2 separate regions of the Hordeum vulgare genome follow, and region 1 is linked to region 2. Evidence: chromatin contacts called from public Hi-C data. All regions are on one chromosome and are shown on one strand. The core of a region is the stretch at or near the end of the contact, and the rest is flanking DNA. Distances in the headings are between cores, read along the strand shown. Region 1 overlaps LOC123401198 (probable RNA-dependent RNA polymerase 1). Region 2 holds the start of LOC123403439 (probable RNA-dependent RNA polymerase 1).

What was found. Hi-C and Micro-C count contacts between places; a contact is called where the count stands out from the background.
Region 1: a contact with region 2 is called in a Hi-C map of leaf, with 3 times the contacts expected there. The contact joins the enhancer-like site here to the promoter of LOC123403439 in region 2. A contact is called at or near these places in 3 of 6 Hi-C or Micro-C datasets (leaf and seedling).

What each region holds. Positions count from the first base shown.
Region 1 is chr6H:496,046,392-496,049,091 of MorexV3_pseudomolecules_assembly, forward strand. LOC123401198 (probable RNA-dependent RNA polymerase 1) reads left to right here. Exons shown (of 5, transcript XM_045094933.1): 5 at 1-41. LOC123401199 (MACPF domain-containing protein At1g14780-like) reads right to left here. Exons shown (of 7, transcript XM_045094935.1): 2 at 2,660-2,700; 3 at 1,874-2,159; 4 at 1,587-1,770; 5 at 1,191-1,360; 6 at 981-1,045; 7 at 17-883. The coding sequence ends at 208. Among protein-coding and RNA genes, the nearest start is that of LOC123401199, 3.5 kb to the right of the region's middle. Within about 2 kb of position 1,275, at least 3 of the 3 cell types and tissues checked have open chromatin away from gene starts, as enhancers often do. A contact at or near this core is called in leaf and seedling, where this site is marked.
Region 2 is chr6H:495,771,569-495,774,268 of MorexV3_pseudomolecules_assembly, forward strand. LOC123403439 (probable RNA-dependent RNA polymerase 1) reads left to right here and starts at 1,330. Exons shown (of 5, transcript XM_045097379.1): 1 at 1,330-1,577.

The DNA.
Region 1 (2,700 bases), core at 25-2,524, 270 kb after region 2:
GCTTGCTTGTACGACGAGTATCAATGAATCTTTTTTCCTTACTAGTACTATCAAAATAGTTCCTCTGGTTTTACAGTATGAATTTACACTCGTTGCACAGCGGCATTTACAGGTTCCAAACAAATCCAAAATCCAAAAGGAGCAGGTCTTAATCACAGGGGTCAGTTAGCATTTGGCATCAGGAGAACTGTACAGACTCTGGAACTGTCAGGAAGGAGACGGGGCGAGCAGGGAGAACTTGACGTGCAGCGAGATCTTGCCCTTGTCGACGTCGAGCCTGGCGCCGGTGGCGAGCCAGTACCCGGGGCTGTCGTGCGGGCCCATGGTCACCTGCGAGGTGTCCACGAACTTGAGCAGCTTCTGCGCGCCCACGGGCACGGGCGGGCCGCCCGCGAACACGCCGGAGTTGATGTTGGCCACCACCAGCGGCGGCCCCCGCTTCTGCCCGCCGCCGGACGACGACGACGAGGAGGACCCCGAGAAGGGCATGGACAGGAAGCTCGACGACGACCACTTCCCCGACGCCCTCCTCGCCGTACCGCGCCCCCACCTGGACTGCACGACGGCGTAGCCGGGGAGCTCCGAGTAGAGCAGCCGGAGGTGCAGCACGGTGGTTGAGTCGTGCGCCATGACGTGCAGCTGCGCGCCGGTCACGACGTAGGCGGCGCGGCTCCCGTCGTCGCCGGAGCGGTGCCACCGCGGGTCGTACTTGACCGGCGCGGTGCAGACGTGCGCGTACGTCCGCCACTGCACCGGCTCGTAGTAGCGGTGGTCGTCGGTGACCGACTCGGAGCCCCGCCACGCCGGCGCCATGTCGGCCTGCGCCTGCACGGCGGCGATGAACGTCGGGGTGGCCGACAGGTGCTGCAGGTGGATGCCTAGCCTGATGCATACACGAAGTTGTCACTGGGTTAGCCACGCGTTGCATCAAAATTCATGGGTGATTGCCACGAGCATGCAGGGCAGGCTTGATTATATACCGGTTGTTCTTCTTGCCCTCGAGGTGCAGCCTCATCCCTGTGACCGGCAAATTGGACACGACCACCTGCGTTAATATATTACATATATTTTTCGTCATGTCATATGATCATGCATCAATTATCGAAAATCCTTTGGTCTTTCAGTGAAAATCTTGGAACAATCCGAGAGAAGACGATGAGGGGGGGGTCTCTGATTGAAAATACTCCTACCTGACTGGAGCTGACGTAGAGCTTAGAGCCGAGCAGGCTGAAATGCATGGCCGGGCCGGAGCCCTGGCGGTTGGAGCATGGGCCGAGGGGCAGCTCGCCGAGCACCGGGGCCCACATTCTGTGATGCTGGAAATCCAGGAAGTACCTCAGGTCAGCCAACGGCGGCTTATCTGTAACAGTCATTTGGCAGGTCACGTGTCACTTTTGAATGTACTGTTACACGTACTACTATTAAGCACGGACGAGCACTTGCTTGCAGTGTTAACTCTCGAAAGAAAATCTTCTACTCGGCTGCATCATTGTACGGTACGCTGGGTTCAATTAGGCTCAGCATTAAGCAAAGGAGCGTGACATCGACATGGGCATGGCATGTAGATGTAAGTAAGGTGCGCTCACATCTGAGGTAGAGGTTGATGGCGTGGGAGAGGAAGCCGGTGCCGGCGACGCCCCTGAGCAGCGAGGTGATGGGCACGAGCTTGGCGTTGATCACGTCGGGCGCCGCCGGCACCGTCGGCAGCCACTCGGCGTGGCTGCTCACCGTCGTGTTCCCTCCCCGCTTCGAGTATATCACCGTCACTCCCTGCACGCACGCGAGGAAGAAGGCACGACTGAACTGAGTAAATTTGTTATTCCCTCCGATCCATATTACTACTTGTCGCAGCTTGCCAGATAACTGTAAGTACCTCCTTGGATGAGACGAGGGTGGTGACCCCCTGCAGCCGCTGCTGCGCCACCTGCGCGTCGAACACGTTGAAGGCCTCCGGCGTCTTGGTGAGCTTGGACCTGGACTTGGCGTGGGGAGGCGGCACGGCGCAGGCGCCGGAGAAGAGCTGGTCGCCGAGCCGGTCGAGATGGCCCCTGACCTCCGACGGCGACAGCGGCGACGACGCGTGCTGCCTCACGTACACCACGTCCTGCCCGCCCATGCTCAGCCCCACCACCACGTGTGTCCCGTACTTGTCGATGAAGCTGCATGCCCGCACGCAAACCGCTCCGTCAGTGACTGACGTTCATATCCGAAGGGTGCAATGGTTCATACAAGGTGTCGTGTTCGTGTCGACGAGACTGTCAGTGTCAGTTCACTGTCTGATGAGAAGTACTCGTACGCGTCTGCCTGATAAGAACAAACCAAACCGGCCGGCGGCATGTGTCGTGTCGCGCCCCGGTTTGTCAATGGCGACACGTTCGGAGCCCAGGGCGCCACATGCTCTACTTGTAGCACGTTCAACAAAGACGGGCAGAGGAGGAGAAAAACGGGCGTCGTAGCATCTTCCCGGCACTAGATTAATAATGCTCTGAACCACGTTATCTTTCTGTTTGCGGTCAGAAGTTTCGGTATGGACGTCTGAACTGCTCTGCTTTGCGTGCGGCCGTGGAGCCGGTCAAGGTCATGGACTGCACTGCCACCGTCTTCGTACTGCTGGTGGTGGTGGTGAGGAAAAGGGAGGAGGGGAGGGAAGGGAGCTGACCTTGCGATGGCGGCGGGGTCCCAGGCGGCGGGGACGTCGCG
Region 2 (2,700 bases), core at 80-2,579:
AAGGCTACAATTGATCCCCTATACTTGTGGGTTATAATGGGCCCAGAGATACCTCTCCGTCAAACGGAGTGACAAATCTCAGTCTCGATTCGTGCAAACCTAACAGACACTTTCGGAGATACCTGTAGTGCATATTTATAATCACCCAGTTACGTTGTGACGTTTGATACACCCAAAGTACTCCTACGGTATCAGGGAGTTGCACAATCTCATGGTCTAAGGAAATGATACTTGACATTATAAAAAGCTCTAGCAGACGAACTACACGATCTTGTGCTATGCTTAGGATTGGGCCTTCTTCATCACATCATTCTTCTAATGATGTGATCCCGTTATCAACGACATCCAATATCCATGGCCAGGGAACCATGACCATCTTCCGATCAACAAGCTAGCCAACTAGAGGCTCACCAGGGACATGTTGTGGTCTATGTATTCACACATTTATTACGGTTTTCGGTTAATACAATTATAGCATGAACAATAGACAATTATCATGAACAAGGAGATATAATAATAACCAATTTATTATTGGCTCTAGGGTATGTTTCCAACACTAACATGCACTAGCAAACAAAAAAATAACACATGCATGGCTATGAAAGCCCGGCCGCTCGTTTCCTCAAAAGATGCACAACTACTTTTTACATTTTAGGCTGATTATTATATGCAAAGACCATGGAAGCTCGATAGCTACATGAGCGGCATTGTTAAAGCACCTCTCTCTACATTATAAAACTCACGCGATGGCGAGCGGAAAGGCCATGCATCTGCATGCCGCCTGGATGCATGGCGGCAGGGGCCACCTGCCCATAGCTGTCGCCTGGTTGTATGGCGGCAGGGGCCACCGATCCCGTTTCATCGCCGTTTGTCTAGGCCGGTAATGCAGCGCCTGCCGCTTGGCCTTGTGGCGGCAGGGGCCACCGCCTCCGCTCGTAGCGGCAGATGCCACGTGTCGGCTGATGCGTGTACCGTCATGGTTTAGATGGTTTTATTTGCAATCTAATCTGGGATGGTCGTTTTTGACAATTGCACTGGACAAGTGGTTCTTTTGGGTAAAAAAACTTTCTTTTACACGTTACAAAGATGGAAATTACCAACTCAAAAAAAAAAGTAAAAAAAAAAAGATGGAAAGTGAACGAGCCAGTTTTGTTACTGTTTTACTCGCGGTGCCAGTCTTTCCTTCACGGTGTGGTCCTAAGATTGCCTGCCTACATCCGTGAAGATTTCCGAGCGCAGTTAAGGAACCTTCGACGCATCCGTCTCTATCCCCGCACCCCCCGGCCCTACCTACCTAGCTACCATTCCGTAGTTCGTTTAAATGTTACGTGCACATTGACCACCTCAAGTCCGCCTCCTTTCTCCTCCTCTCCACTCGCCTCCGCCTCCGCCTCCGCGACAGAACCATCGGGCAATCATCAACTCCTCCCCCATCTCCTTCGCCCGTTCATCTTCCCCAACTCCCTCCCCAGATCCATCGACTTCTCACGGCCACAATCTGCTGCGGCGACGGCGACGGCGACGGACATAGCCACGCCTGCTGCTGCTGGCGTCGGCCTGATTCCTTCCCTTCACCGGTAAGGTAAGGGATCCTAGCCTGATCGTACGGACCCTTCCCTTCCCTCGAGTCGCCGTTGTGTTGTTTGGGGTTTCGTACCCGCCTTGCCGTGGCATTGAGCCGCCGGGACCCCAATCGTTCGGAATTTGTTGACGATTGCTGCCTTCGTCCGCGGTTCTGCTGGCTTGTTCTTTCGCGGCGCGCGAGGTAGATCGTAGTTTTCTCCGTGTAAATTAGATCGATCGGAGCTGGTCCGATGGGATTCGGTGCCTTGCTGAATTTTGTGGGGTTCACCTAAACCCCCAAACACCACGTTCAGTTCCGCCCCTGCTTGCCAATAATAGAGGGCGTTGCTTGAGGTAGGCGAGCAAGCGTAGCGGGCGTACGGATTGGGGAAATGTACGTCCCTAATTGTTTATTGATCGACATTTTTGTAGGGTTGGCTTTTTTTTTTTTTTTTTTTTTGCTGACCTTTTACTTGTTACTACTCCTAGTGTCAAAATAAATCTTACATATGAGACGGAAGGAGTAAAAGATAACCCGCGCCAGTTTAAAAAAGAGGTAAATACACGAGAGGTGTTAGAACTTGCATGCGGCGGTCACTTTCGTGTACAAAATTGTAAAGTACGTGTTTGAGGTCACTAAACTTGCGAGGTTCTTCAAATACAGTCACTCTCACCGTACGCGGCATACATATCCGTCGGTGCCAGCATGGCGCGGGCCCGCTGTTAACCACTGTAAATGTTCTCATATGATAGATTTGTAGAAAAACTAGTGGCTCCTTTTTTATTAATGTAGGAAGTCCCTCAAATAAAAAGGCAAAATAATGGGGCCGGGATTTCGATCCGACGATGAACCGCTAGGTCACTTGCTTGGATAACAACCACGTCAACAGTACCTACTATTTGCTTAGCACGACCACCTTATATATCATAGCAGCGCGGATCAAAAGAAGTAATAAAGAACAATGTATACCTTATATATCATAGCACGCCAACAACTCTAATAATAATCTAATAACCATACGAAGTGCATTCGGCGTGTTCAAACCGGTAACATGAGGATTCACTCGCACATAAGCTAACCATCACGCAACTGCGACACAATTTTCTACAAATTTTAAACATTCTTTTGAAATAAAA